2 separate regions of the Gossypium arboreum genome follow, and region 2 is linked to region 1. A link is a contact called in public Hi-C data. All regions are on one chromosome and are shown on one strand. The core of a region is the stretch at or near the end of the contact, and the rest is flanking DNA. Distances in the headings are between cores, read along the strand shown.

Region 1 (7,495 bases), core at 1,819-4,318:
CTTTATATTCTGCTAAATACTAAGATGGGTTCGGATTGAACTTTTAATGGAAAGATAGTTTGAAGAACAGGAAAATCACATAAAATGCTTATGGAACACTGCATACCAAACAAAGATTCTATATTCATTCGATACATATACATGAATAGGATCACATATGGTTGACCACTTTTAGGTATCACTAATCAACTTTTCTTTGTAACTGGCTTAGTTTATTTCCTTTTCTGCAGACTTTCTGGTTAAAATTTAATTTTGCTTTGACTTTTCAAATTTTTTAAAAATATATTAATATTCGACATCTACTTCAATATGTATTTTGGATATAAGACATTTCAAATATTTATAATATATAATTAAAAAAATTGAAGTAAAATAGGTTAGAAACATATAGTCTTTTTATAAATGAGAAAGGTGCCATGAACTTTACTTGGAGTTAAACCATCACCCAATCTTCCAACCATTCCTTATCTTCCACTTTCTGTAAAACTTCAACAACTCCATACATACACATACACATTTACATATATATATATATATACATGTATGTATGTGTATGAAACTTCAGTTCATCAAGACAAATATAAATTCCTGAGCTTGTATTGTTTTTCCTTGCCAGAAACATATTAGATGGAAACCTATAAACTCATTTCTGCACTACTTCTCACCTTCACAATTGCCTTCTCCACTTCAGCAAGAATGCTTGATGAGCAACCCTCAAACCCATCCAATCCTGTTTCAACACCTGTTTCTAATGTGGTTGGTGGTGCAACAACTGGTCCCAATCCTGTAAACCCTGACCCTGACCACCACACGCTGACCTTCTTCATGCATGACATCCTAGGTGGGTCAAACCCCACTGCACTAGCAATCACCGGCATTGTCAACAACCCTGCAGTCAATGGTCAGCTCCCATTTACCAAACCAAATGGTGGCAACCTCCCACTCAACAATGGCATTTACCAAAACACTGGGAACACCGGCATTCTAAACAACAATAACCTCCCATTGCTCACTGGTCTCGGTGGCAACACTCAAGCTTTAAACAATGGCAATAACTTAAACAATGGGGCTTCCAACTTCCCTGTCCTAACTGGGGGCCAACTTCCTTCAGGGTCGGCACTGCAAAAGCTCATGTTCGGAACCATGACGGTCATGGACGACGAGCTGACTGTCGGACATGAGCTAGGGTCTGGGCTCCTAGGCAAGGCACAAGGGTTCTATGTTGCTAGCTCAATCGATGGGAACAGTCAAACCATGGCATTTACGGCCATGTTCGAGAGTGGACACTACGCTGACACCCTTAGCTTCTTTGGGGTTCATCGGGTCGGTGTATCGGAGTCTCATTTGGCCATCATGGTGGCACTGGGAAATATGTTAATGCAAAAGGTTTCGCCATTGTTAAGACCATACCAGCAAGCAATCAACAGCAGGAGACTGATGGCTTTGAGACAGTGCTGAGTTTACTGTTTATATTACCTATTAGATCTGATTTGAGAGTCAAAATTCAAAGATTTCTGATTTTTTTAATAAAAATTGTGAAATTTTATGTGATTTATTTGGAAAATTATACTGTGTTATGAATCTAACAAAAAAATGAAAAATTTAGAATTTGTTGCGTAAATTTTGAGTTGATTTATCCGGTTAAATGAATATGTAACAACCGAATTAACCAATAAAAAATCTGATTGAATTATTAAAAATTTCTTACAAAAATTTATAATGTAAAATTTAATTGGCTTAATCACAAATTTGGTCACTAATATTTACATGCTTTGTCAAAATGACCTTAATTGTATTTTCAGTCTTTTTTGCTATAAACCTTTGTTTTTTTTTCAAATTACGTTTTTTAATAGATTTGATGAAATTACCATTAAGAATTTAATGGGATGATGTGAAATTTTATATGTGAAATATTTTAATAGAATGTAATCTATATCGAAAATATTGAATGTGTGCATTCATTTTGAAACCTTTTTTTAGATAATTACGTTTATTTTCTTTAAGTTAAAAGTTATTTTTTAACTTCATGAATTATTTATTTATTTTATAATTTTTACATGTAATTATTTTATCGGGTTACCTAAATAATAGATTATATCTCATTAAAATATTTCACATATGAAATTCCACATTACCCGTTAATTTTTTAATGATACTTTCATCAAATCATTGAAAAATAAAAGCAATTTGAAATAAAGAATAAATGTTGATGACCAAAAAAGGCTAAAAAATACAATTAAAGTCATTTTGGCAAAACATGAAAAACATTAGTAGTTAAATTTACCATTAACCCAATTTAATTTTCAACTTTTCCTTAAATATTGTAAATAGAGTTAAAAGCTTTTTTTTTTAAGGATGGGTGAAGGGATCCTATTTCGGGAGTTGCATCGACAACTGTTGTGGCTAGAGAAGAACTTGGTATGTGGCGTGGAGGAGTTGGGAGAAACATTGATAGATGCAATGTTGGGCAGGTTAAACTTTGGACTATTTATGATGGACTTCTTATAACGTGGGATGCTAATTGGGTTAATATTCTGGTCGAAACAAATTGTTGTCAAACTGTGGAAGCCATTTTAGATAGGTCTTGTAGGTAATTGTACCGACCGGGACCTAACCTTGAGAATTCAAGAGATTTGTAGGAGGCAATGGAAGGTGGTCATTAAGAAGATTCCAAGAGAAATTAATAGAGCTGCTTATACGTTGGCTGGGATTATGAAAGCTTTCTCTTATGATCCAATAGTCTTTTAGGAACCTCCGGAAATAATCATGAAACATCAGCGGATAGATGCTTGGTTTTTACATGATGTTACTAGAATAATATTGTAATTATTGTTGGGTTGTTTAAAGATTTTAATCCAACTCTTTTTTAAATATTTATTGTCAAATTTAACTCTTTTTATAATATTGATGACTAAATTAAAAAATATATAAATATTAAAAAAAACTAAATTTTAGAGAAATTATAAAAATCGATTTGTGGAGAAGCTATACTCATTCCTCATTAGACTTTATCCAAACAGGCCCAAGTTTAGAAGCCCATATAATATTATAGCCCAATAAACTACAATAAAATAAACCAATTTTAACCCAATTCTTTAGAACCCTAGTCTCCTTTTAATATTAGGGTTTCATCATACTTTAAGAAAGACAGAGAGAAGCCGGCATTGCACTCACTTCTGAAGAGCAGCGGAAGAAGCAATGGGTAACTCTTCAAATACCTTTAAAATGTTCATATTTTTCTTACATTTCCTAAAATGAAACATGGATTTTTCATGTGTTTTAATCTTTGTTTCATGTTATTGTTTGTAAATCGCTTAAAAAAAACAGCGAGAATCAAGGTCCATGAGTTGAGACAGAAATCAAAAACTGAGCTTTTGGCTCAGTTGAAAGATCTCAAAGCTGAGCTCGCTCTTCTTCGTGTTGCCAAAGTTACCGGTGGTGCACCTAACAAGCTTTCCAAGATGTAATTTTCTCTCTCTGTATTGTTCTTTTTTAATCTGTTGTATGTGTTAGCTATGGATCGTAAGTTGAGGGTTAATTGGGTATATGCAAATGGAACTTGATTTCCTAGTTTATTTGGAGAAATGGGTATTCATTTGTTTCTAACAAAGGATTTTCTTGTTCGATTGGTACTTTCTTATATTGTTTTTGCTATGTAGTGAAAGTGAATTGCTGGTATCTCTGGAACAAAGTTTCCCTTCTGTATAGTTGTTAAAATGTGTTGTGATAAATAAAACGTTAAAACATTTAAGAAATTGGTTTTCATTAAGAAGCTTAATAATTTCGCTTTTATGTATGGAACAATATGTTTGAATTTATATTTATTTTAGCCATATGCCATTTTTTCTCCCTCGAATTATATCATTTGGTGACTATATGAGAAGCGAAAAGCAAAGTAGCGATATTGATTCCGATATCATTTGATTGGCAAGTTCAGCTTTTAAAGAGCTAGTTAGGCTAACGTATATGTTGGTTTTGAAACTGTACACTTTGGAGTGCATTGTATATGAGTTTCATTTTTGACTTGTTCAATATTTTGTTAGACCTTGTTGATTTGGCATGTTCCGGTTCCGGATTCATTGGCTTTGGCATGTTATTTTGATTCTTCTGTTTGTATGAATGCAGAAAGGTGGTGAGGTTGTCAATTGCTCAGGTGTTGACAGTGATCTCACAGAAGCAGAAGGCTGCACTGAGGGAGGCATATAAGAAGAAGAAGTTCTTGCCCCTTGATCTCCGTCCAAAGAAGACCAGAGCCATCAGGAGAAGGCTTACCAAGCATCAGGTACAGACATTCTTTTGATTATGCGAATATGCTTTTATTATAGCTTTTGTTGAATAAGTATTTTTTACTAAAATCCTAGTGTGAGTGTCGGGTTAAGTTCACATACCCATGTCTGAAGATGTGCTTGTTATAGGTGTCAGACATGAGTACATTAAGAAAATGAAAAGTCGGAAATCAGAATAACATAAAATCGTGCCATTTCAGCTGCCATGCAGCTTCCATCCATCTTGAATGCATAGAACTATCTGAAACATGTATTCGGGTTTAGTTTGCTTGCTATTTGTATAGCTTGTTTGGTTGTATCTGAATATCGATTTGTTTGCTTGCCCTAGGCATCGGTGAAGACAGAACGTGAAAAGAAGAAGGAAATGTACTTCCCCATGAGGAAGTATGCCATTAAGGTGTAGGATAAGATATTTGAGATTCTATTTTGAAATCCGTTTGTGTTTACTTATTTGTGAAAACCCGAGCCGTGATTTTGTTTGGTTTTTATGTTTTTGAACATTTTCCCATATGTCAAATCTAGATTTTAATCTTTTTGATGGAAGTGGTAATTAAATGAGGGACATTCTGCTTAAGAATGAAATTTAGATGGAGGTTAGAAATGAAATCCATTTATCTTTGTTTTGAAACATCTCACTAGTGTCATGCTGGGATCTTTGCTGGTCAATGCCATATTTAGGAACTTCTCCTCGGCATTCCCTGAGGTCGCTTCAGTCATGATTTTATACCCCTCCTAATTGATGTCAACGATGAAGATGGCAATGTCAATTGTTATTAAGGCGAATCTTGAGTGAGAATTTAAATGGCGATGGAATACTTTTATGGGTTGGAATGTAGTCGAGTTCAAGCTCAAGCGATAATTAACCCAATTTAGTCGTTGGATTATAAAATTTTTTCCATTTAAGGCATTTAAAAATAAACAGTTTGCAATTTGGGCACTTATGTTACATATAGTTTGTTGATTTTTGTCACTTCTAATTTGACATGTGGATCAATCATTGGATGTCATATGGTAATCTCTTTCTAAATTTTAAAATTTTATTTTATGTTCTCAAGTTATCCTTAATAATTGCTTAAGAAATTTAATTTTTTTTGATTGTATAATCTTGAATGGAAAAATCTTTTTAATTAATTAAATTAGTTGCATGTTTTTGTTTGGATAAAGAAGTGATGAAAAGAATTATGAGTTTTGTTTGGCATGACCGACAAAATTAAATAATTTAATCAATTTTAATGATTTTTTTTTGTTTTTAACTTAGTATGGAAGATTTAAGATTATATAATCAAAAGAAATTTGTGTTTTGTAGAAATTATTAAAGATAAGTTATTTGAGTTGATTTTAATTTGAAAATATAAAATAAAATTTAAAATTTTAAAAGAAGATTAAATTAATTAATTAATTTTAATATTATAATAATAAATCGGCTGACATTATAAAGGGATAATTTTTTAATAATGAAAAAAATTAGAACTTCCGGATAGGGTAAACACGCACAAGTTGACAATTTTTAATTCATTATTTTAAATTCTATTATTTTTCAATTCAATTCTTAATATATTTTTACCTCAATCAATATTTAAAAAAATATTTTTTTTGAGTTGTCAAAATGAAAGCGATGTAAAAATTAGGTGAGCAAAATGAAAGTATAAATGTGATTTGATGTGTACAATTAACCACTATTAAAGATTTAATAATTAGGTGACAAATGAAAGTGTCTTAAAAATTAGGTAACAAAATTATAAGGATTCACTCAAAATGAAAACGATATAAAAATTAGATAACGATTTATCCTTAATTTTAATTAGATCTAAATCAAATTTACAGTATTTATTAAAAATCCTTCTATTTTATTTTTTCTCAGACAACTTGGGATGCATTAATGATGCATAGAGTTGATATGCAAATAGGGCAACAAATTTAAACTATTTTTTTGTCATTTTCATCGTGTTTTAACTTTTTCATATAGTGTTTTTATCATAATTTATCATAATTACTGGAGAATAAATTTTAAATTTATTTACATAAGATATAAAAATAATTAATATTTTACATTATAATGATTTAATATAATTAAAATTATATTTATTTATAATTAATTCTTTAAACCCAGGCATAGTGAAGTAATAAAATGTCGTATATTTTAGACAATAAAACAAAATCTTTCAAATTTGATGATCATGGAACCTAATTAAAAAATTAAATTGATTGATTTAAGAATATGTATAGATCAATTGAATTAGATGATTAAACCGGTTAAATTAAATTATTTATTTTAAATATTTTTATGATTTATTTAATTAAATTAAATAGATTAATTAAAACGAAAAACTAGTGCCGTTTAACTACTGATACTTGCTAAAACTATCCTGCTAAAGTCTACCATTGCACCCTGCTTCTATCAAAGTAGTCGATTGAGGACAGAAGGAATGGAATCCATGCAGCTTGACCTCCAAGCTAAACCTTCAAGTAAAGATTTATATGTTGAGGTATGTGTTTTTTAAGTTTCAAGAAATAAAAAAAAGGAAATTATTATAATAACTGAATTAAATAATTAATTCAACAATTAATTAATTAATTAAGAAAAAAACTCACATATTTAGGTAAGGTGAAACCCGAACTTAGGACTTTAGTTTTTAGGGTTTAGTCTTACTATTGAATGAAAATCTCATTAACATGATTTTTTTATCCATTGAGTTTTATATTAAATACTGGAGAGCGTATAAAAGTATCAACTTTGATCCTTCGTAACTCACATTTTTCTTTTAACTCTAATTACACCGTAAATAGTCAGAACCATCTTATTTAGAAGAAAAGTGTTAAAAAAAAACAACAACAACAATCTCACCGTGATTAATTAGCTATACATTTAAAAATGAAAATAAATTTCACAGACAAGACTCGGAGGCAGAAGGCAGTCTAACATTACCCACACAATAGAGATTTGAAAGTTAAAAAACATTGGGAAAAATAGAGCAGAAAATGAGAGCCGCAAATTCTTACTCGACCAACATTAGTCAAGTCTTAGCATTGTCCAAATGCCATCATCTTTGGCTTACGTTTCAACGCTGTTGTTCCTTTGAAAGTTTCAAACCATTATCATCAAAAGTCAACCACATCTTGAGGCTCTTATCAGCTGATAACCTCTTAATATTGTATTTATGTTGGGTTTTTATTTTACTTCAATTTTCCAAAAATTGTTTTTTTTAATG
Region 2 (7,495 bases), core at 1,585-4,084, 630 kb before region 1:
TATCTATATTAGATTACAGTACACGCAGATAAAAATAATTATATAAAAACTAATTACTAAAAATTATGTAACACCAAATGAAGTTTTTATTAAAATAGTAAACTTAAATTTTTATAAATAATAGTGTCATAAGTTTAAATATCATTTTGTGTATGTTTTCATTTATTTATATATAAATACAAAAAAACAATTGTAATCATATAATTTATTTTAAAAATATAATTTATTTTAATTATTTTTCAATTGAGTTGATACTTAATTATATCAAACTAAAATTTTAGCTATAGTTTAAGAGTTAAATTAATTATTAATCCTTATGCTACATACCATGTTTTCATATTTTTAAAGAATAACGAAAATTAATGAAAGAATTATTAAAATGTTGCAATTTGGTAACGTGAATTATCATAATGTAATTTTTTATATTTAGATAGCAAACACCTAAACTTAAATCATTTGTGTAGTTTAAAGAAAATGTTAATATATACTAGAGTTTCTATCACACGCATATGCGTGTGGAAATCATAAATTTAGAACATAAATGTGTGTTTGAAAATAACATATAATAAATAATGAAATGTGTGGTTTGAAACAAATTAATAATAAAATATTAAATATTTACGTTATTAAAAAGAAAAAATTAGATTAATTTGTTTATCATAATGTTGTCATCAATCTTGAGTTGGTATCGAGTTAACTAGTTACACCAACTCAATCAAATATATTATTAATATATACAACTGATTGAAATAATATAGTGTGTATAATAAGATTAAAATATATTAAAATATTAAAATAAAGCTTTAATTGAGTGGTAAATTCAAATTTTTACTAAAACTATTATCATGAGGTTCAAATCTTATCAGATGCATATTTTTTTTAAAAGTTAAAAATACTAAAATATCCTCGAATAATATTACTTATTTTAATTAAAGAATGACATTCATGTAATTTCCTAACCAATTAGTGCCTGGTTGACTCGTGACATCAACTCAGTCATGGGTTTAAATAATAGTATATATATGGAGGTACTTGAAGTTAGCAACTTGTACCCACTTTATACATTTTCTTTATGGACCTAATTGATACTTAAACTTAGAAACCACAACCCAACCTGGTACTTTTTTTAGGTATCTGATTAACATGATTAAAATACGCTCATGTGGCGTTAATAACCAATAACATGGTGATTCGTGGTAGCCTCACATTTTGACACTTGAGAAAATAAAATATTTAAAATTTATAAAATAAATTATATTTTTACATATGGGGAATAAAGTTGGACAATTGATTGTCTAGGTTCATTCACATATGGACAAACATTTGTCAAATTTCATTCTAGACATAATTCTTTTAATATTTTTATATATTTTAACTTTCCATTACATATTATATTTTTATATTATTATTTTGATATTTACAATATATAAAATCTAAAAAAACTAAATATATATAAACTTGTAAAAATATTAGAAATATTTTTCACACTAGAATGAACCTAGACAATAAGTTGTCTAAATTCATTTCAAACATGTTTTTGAGTACTTGTATATATTTTTATTTTCATAAAATATTATATTTGTATATCATTATGAAATTAAAACATATATAACATCTTATGTTTATAAAATATATTATTTCACATAAAATTTATAAAAATAAAAATATATTAGATTTTATAAAATATATTTTTCCAAATATATAAAAATATATATAATTTATATAAAATAAAAATATAAAAATGTATAAAATGTAAAATATTATAAAATATCAGATTTTATTTATTTTAATTTAATAATATAAAAATATGTTCATAATATGAAATATTAAAATAAATAAAATTACTCAAAAAACATGTCTAGAATGCATTCGGTTGTCCATATGCAAATGTATTTAGATAAACTGTATCCATATTCATTCTAGTGCCAAAAATATTTTTAATATTTTTGTAAATTTATAAATTTTAATTTTTTAGATTTTATATGTTTTAAATTTCAAAATAATAATAAAATATAAAAAATCTGATATGTTATAAAAATAATATATATATATACATATAAATACTAAAAGCTATTCTAAAATGAATAAAAATTTAAACGCCTAAAATGAAATATTGCCACGTATTACCATGCTATTAATTATCAAGTACACGTTAATATATTTTAAGAATGTTAATTAAGTGCTTATAAAATATCAAATTAATTTACTATTTTCAATTTTAAGCACCAAGGACTCCTTTTAATCCCAACTCACCCTAACGGGTATATACCCCTTTATGCTAACCAAGTCACATTTGGGAAACAATTCACACCATCAATGTCTCGCGGCTTGAATATTTTCTAGTGAAGGGCCGATTTACTTTAAACCTCCCTCCCAGCTAATAAAATTATAACAATCCCAAAAACCACTTAAATATTTTCCATAATATATTTTAATAAAGTAATAATAGAATTTTGATATTATGAATCATTCTTTAACATAAATATAATTTTAATAAATTTTAAGTATTTTAATATATTCACATTTTAATTTAATATCTTTAATAATTATTTAAATTTTAATTTTACTATCTTTTTAATTTTATATTTAAACGCATATCACATCATTAATTTTAATCTCAATTATTAAAATAACTAATCTTATCCTCAAAGCTATTTCTAATATCAAGTTTACGGTGCAAGGAAGCTCAAGTCTGAAAATTTTTTGTACAGAAAATGGTTACAACTTAGCAAGATATCTTAAAATGAAAAGAAAATTAATAAGAGAGAAGGTGAGTCGAATCCAAATCCAACAAACCAAAATCTAGTAGACTTCAAAAGGGCTTATATACGTGTGACATGAAAAGCCACTTGCACGCTTTCTCAATGGATAACAACCAAAGATGAACAAATCTCCACCACAGAACCATCAATGAAGATTTCTACTTTTTTTTTCTTCACTAGTTCATATGAACTGAAACACAAAATATTAAACAATGGCAGCTTTGCAGAATTCTATGCCATCCCTTCATCATACATTGTTCACTAATTCCTCTCCCCAGGTTTCTTTTCTCATCAACATTGGCAGTCTATTTTGTTCTACAGCTTTGGGTCTTTTCTATTTTTTTTCTTTATGATTGGATTTTGCTCCTTCCATTCGTTAAACAGAGAGGGTTGCAGAAGCTTTCTCATGGAGCATTTCTTTGCTGTAAAACAAGTGTTTCTCTTCATGTCCGGGGTGAACATTTATCATCTCCACCTGCTGCTTCTTCTAGCTCTTCTCAGTTTCAAGGTGAATTTAATTTCTTCTTCTTCTTCTTCTTTTAATTTATTTTTCTTAATCCAGTAATTGTAAATTCTGGCATAGGGATTAGAGGTATTTGTGGAGATTTTATACAGCATTTCTTTATTATTTTTTTCTATATATATTAATGCTTATATTGTATTTCTTTTTTCTTTTCTTAATTTTCAGATAGTTGTGGGAGACGCCGAATGATTGCTGTTGGCATCACTGCTCCTTTGGTTTCAATTGTCGACCGAACTCCTATTGCATGTATGTGTATTAGATCCAATGTTATTATCCCATCCAATGTTTTTGGATCTAATTAAAATCAAGTCAACTTGCTTCTTTGAATAAAATTTCCTGATATGCTAAGAGGACACATTCATATGGTTCAGTTGCTGCAGAAACTAAGAAGGGATTTCTTCCAGTCACTGACAAGAAAGATGGATACACATTTCTCTATCCATTTGGGTGGCAGGTAAACTTTGTGCATTTAATTACCTCTATTCTATGGTACTCAGATTCGAGAGTGAGTATTATAAACAGTTGTGTCTCCGATTTAGAGTAACATAGTAATTTACGGATTCAATTTAATGAAAATTAGAATTGATAGTAACTAGTCTCACTTGCAAGTGTGTAGGAAGTAGTTATTGAAGGTCAAGACAAGGTGTTCAAAGATGTTATTGAGCCATTAGAAAGCGTTAGTGTGAATATGATACCAACCAGCAAACAAGATATTCGAGATTTCGGATCTCCACAAGAGGTTTGCCATGGATTGTCTATATTATATATCATCATATTGAGAACATAAAAAAAAAGAGTGAGATCTTAGTTCTCACGATAAATTCTCACAGGTTGCTGAAACACTAATCAAGAAAGTTTTGGCTCCTCCAACTCAGAAAACAAAGCTAATTCAGGCAGGAGAGGTTTGTTTCCTGCATTTTTGCTTGATTCAAAGATGGATTTGTTACCCTTTATTTTATTGTACTGCCTTTATTATTTTTGACTATATTGCTCTGATTCTTCATTCTTTAAAGTATTCATGTTCAACACTTGGTTCTGACGATGCATATCCAGACATGGATACAAGGCCTCATACATGAAAACACATCCTATGATAGTGTTTATATTTTCCTGGAATGCAGCCCTACTTTTATCTGGACAAGTTTCTCAACTAGTTCATCTAATTACCCTCTTGTAGTGTTCCAGGGATTGTTATGATATGTTGTTTGGACCTGCATGTTTAGGTGTCGATCATATTAAGATGGTTTAACAATAAGCGTATTTATGATGTGCTCATGTTATTTTCACATTTTACAATCATGTTTGATGCATCGATATAAACTTTGACAAAACATAAGATTTGAATGGATTGATGTGTTCATGTTGTGTCATCTTATAGTTATTTTCATGTAATGAATTAATGTTCTGTCTAATTAGCTGATCCATTCGTATCATTTATAGTATATGGAATTGCTAAATAGACTTTCAGCTTTTGAATGTCAAATACTCTCCTAATTTATGTTACTCTAACTCTTCATTTTTCTTGAAATATCTGTATTATATATTTTTGGACATAGCTACGAGGATATGATCATCCAACACCCTTAAAATACAGGGAAAGGATTGTATGAAACAGTGACGCCACGTCATCTGTATCCATTTCCAATAATTTTATGCCACATCAGTACTCTTATCCTGAATTTCAGAATTTTATCCTGAAAAAAATCAAATCCAAATTAAAATACTAAAATTCAGAATAAAATATTGAAATTCAAGATAAAAATACTGATGTGGCATAAAACTATTGGGATGGGATACAGATGACGTGGCGTCACTGTTTCATACAATCTTTTCTCTAAAATACATGAGAAGTGAGAAGGGATTGTATGAAACTGTGATTCCACGTCATCCTTATCCCTTTCCAATAGAATAATGACAAATCAGATTTTTCCTCTTTATTTTCAGCTTTTTTAGTTGGATTTGAATTTTTTCAAGAGAAAAAAGTTGAAAATAAGAAGAAAATCTGATTTGTCATTCTTCTATTAGAAAATGAATGAGGATGACGTGGAATCACAGTTTCATATAATCTCTTCTCAAAATACATAGATAAACTTAGGTAAAGCTGAGCCCACTAGTTTCACACATACTTGTATCCAACACTCACACCCAAGCCCAAGCAGCATTGACCGTAGTCATATAGATATTAATATTCTGTTTGACAAATTAGAATTTGTATGAAAACATTATGGACTGACGTGTTTTGTACATATCTTACAGCATGATGTAGATGGAAAAACTTATTATACATTCGAGTTTGTCACTCAAGCTCCAAACTACACTCGGCATGCTCTCACTGCAGTTTCTATTGGAAATGGTATGTATGTTCTATATATATGCATGGTTACTATGTTATTCCATCTCTTCATTTTTCTTAAAATATCGTTTCCAACAGTTGTGTTGGATACAATTTTGGACACGGTTACGAGGATATTTTCCTCCAAAGGCTTAGATAAAATTGACAAACACTTGTTTGACACATACTTCTAACCCACACTCACACCTAAGTCTGAGTAACATATCATAGTTATGAAATTTGCTTATAGCATCCATAAATTGTCTTATTGTTTAATTTGTTCTCATTGGCAAAAAATAAAAAATAAAAGTTCGTAATTTTATATGAATACTTTAAGCACATGGAAAGTACTCTTTGTTCATTAAGTCTAGAACTTAGCTCATTTAGTTTATGCAGTTATTTATAGGAGTTAGTATTTAGCTGGTTTTGGGTTTGAATCTTATCATGTGCCACCCATCCATGGCTTCAAATTATAGACTTGTAACCCTGAGACTAGCTTAATTGATTCAAGTAGGCATTTTAAGAAACGATGTTTAAAAACAATTTTGATATTCGAATGCCAGCATCTGCAATCCTTTTTATCCCAAACCACAACTTCTTTGGTACCAAAGAAACAAAAATGGTAAAACATAAGAGACTACGACTACTTTCAATCCATTAGAGCTAGAGATTTGGAATCTGGGATTGTCAAATGCCCGAGTGAATTTGTGTCCACGAGAGTAAATGAAGTCTTGATCTTTGTACATCATTTTCATACTTTTGTTTATTCCATCATTTTCCTATGAACAATCAATCGATTGCATAATGTTCTCTTGTCTTCTTTTATGACATGTTTTCTCAGGTAAATTTTATACATTGACAACCGGAGCAAATGAGAGAAGGTGGGATAAGATGAAAGAGAGACTACTCACTGTGGTGGACTCTTTTAAGATATTCAATGTTTGAAGCATGATTGTGCAAAACTTTAAAAACAATCATATTAGGAAGAACAACATATATATACTTCTTGATTGAGAGCATTGTGCATTTTTCCGGAATTGTATAAAGTCCCAGTTTAATCTATTTCTTCACTCTTTTCTTTTCTTTTTCCATTATTTTCCTCCCCAACTCATTAATCATGTAAGTCAAGATTTTGGTTGTGTCAGATAGGTGGTTATTGTGCATCTATATCAGCATTTGAAATCTAAATCATATTTTCCTCTTATAAAGTAAAAATGATTTAATTACTTAACATTTCACCGTATGACTTCTTAAAAAAAAAATTTGCTTATTCATTTCTAGCCTTAAATATTCATACCGTAAGAATAAGAGGGGATTGGCCAGAGTATTTCTCTTTTTTTTTTCTTTTTTTTTTTGAGTCTTGTTTAGGGAATGTAGAAGATTCTTTTGGTAAGGTGAGGAGACGGTATTATAGAAACTAGAAGGGAAATAAGAAAAGAATATTATTTCTTATATTTTTACAATAGTGATACAACACCTATAGGTGATAGCAGCCCATCAGTCTAGGAGTAAATTAATCATTTCCTATTCTATACAAGTTGATTATTCTATAATTTCAATAATCTTACAGCTAGCATATTTTGAATTAATCTACTTTTCTTTTCAACACTCCCTCTCAAGCAGGTTGAAAAATATTTTCCATTACCAACTTGCCAATTAAATGATCAAACTTCTTGTAAGTATGTATGCAATTTGTTCAGTGGTTGGTACATATGACATACAAATCAGTCCCTTTCAATTTTTTCTTTGATAAAATGCTTATCAATTTTACATGTTTCGTTCGATCATGAAGAATAGGGTTGTGAGCAATTGCAATTGCAATTGTAGCCTTGTCATCACAATAGACTTTTATGGGCTAAAAACATGAAACTCTTAAAT

The links. A called contact is a pair of places that touch in the nucleus more often than the background predicts.
Region 2: a Hi-C map of leaf shows a contact between it and region 1, with 4 times the contacts expected there. The contact joins the promoter of LOC108450474 here to the promoter of LOC108450422 in region 1. A contact is called at or near these places in 2 of 5 Hi-C or Micro-C datasets (both in leaf).

Annotation. Positions count from the first base shown.
Region 1 is chr5:37,402,082-37,409,576 of ASM2569848v2, reverse strand. It overlaps LOC108450422 (60S ribosomal protein L35-like), which reads left to right and starts at 3,068. Exons shown (of 4, transcript XM_017748041.2): 1 at 3,068-3,202; 2 at 3,328-3,463; 3 at 4,126-4,282; 4 at 4,615-4,914. The coding sequence starts at 3,199. The coding sequence ends at 4,689. LOC108452886 reads left to right here. Exons shown (of 4, transcript XM_017750669.2): 4 at 1-75. It also overlaps the pseudogene LOC108452737.
Region 2 is chr5:38,035,695-38,043,189 of ASM2569848v2, reverse strand. It overlaps LOC108450474 (psbP-like protein 1, chloroplastic), which reads left to right and starts at 2,834. Exons shown (of 8, transcript XM_017748115.2): 1 at 2,834-3,040; 2 at 3,147-3,270; 3 at 3,451-3,531; 4 at 3,657-3,739; 5 at 3,902-4,024; 6 at 4,116-4,187; 7 at 5,542-5,638; 8 at 6,459-6,679. The coding sequence starts at 2,975. The coding sequence ends at 6,562.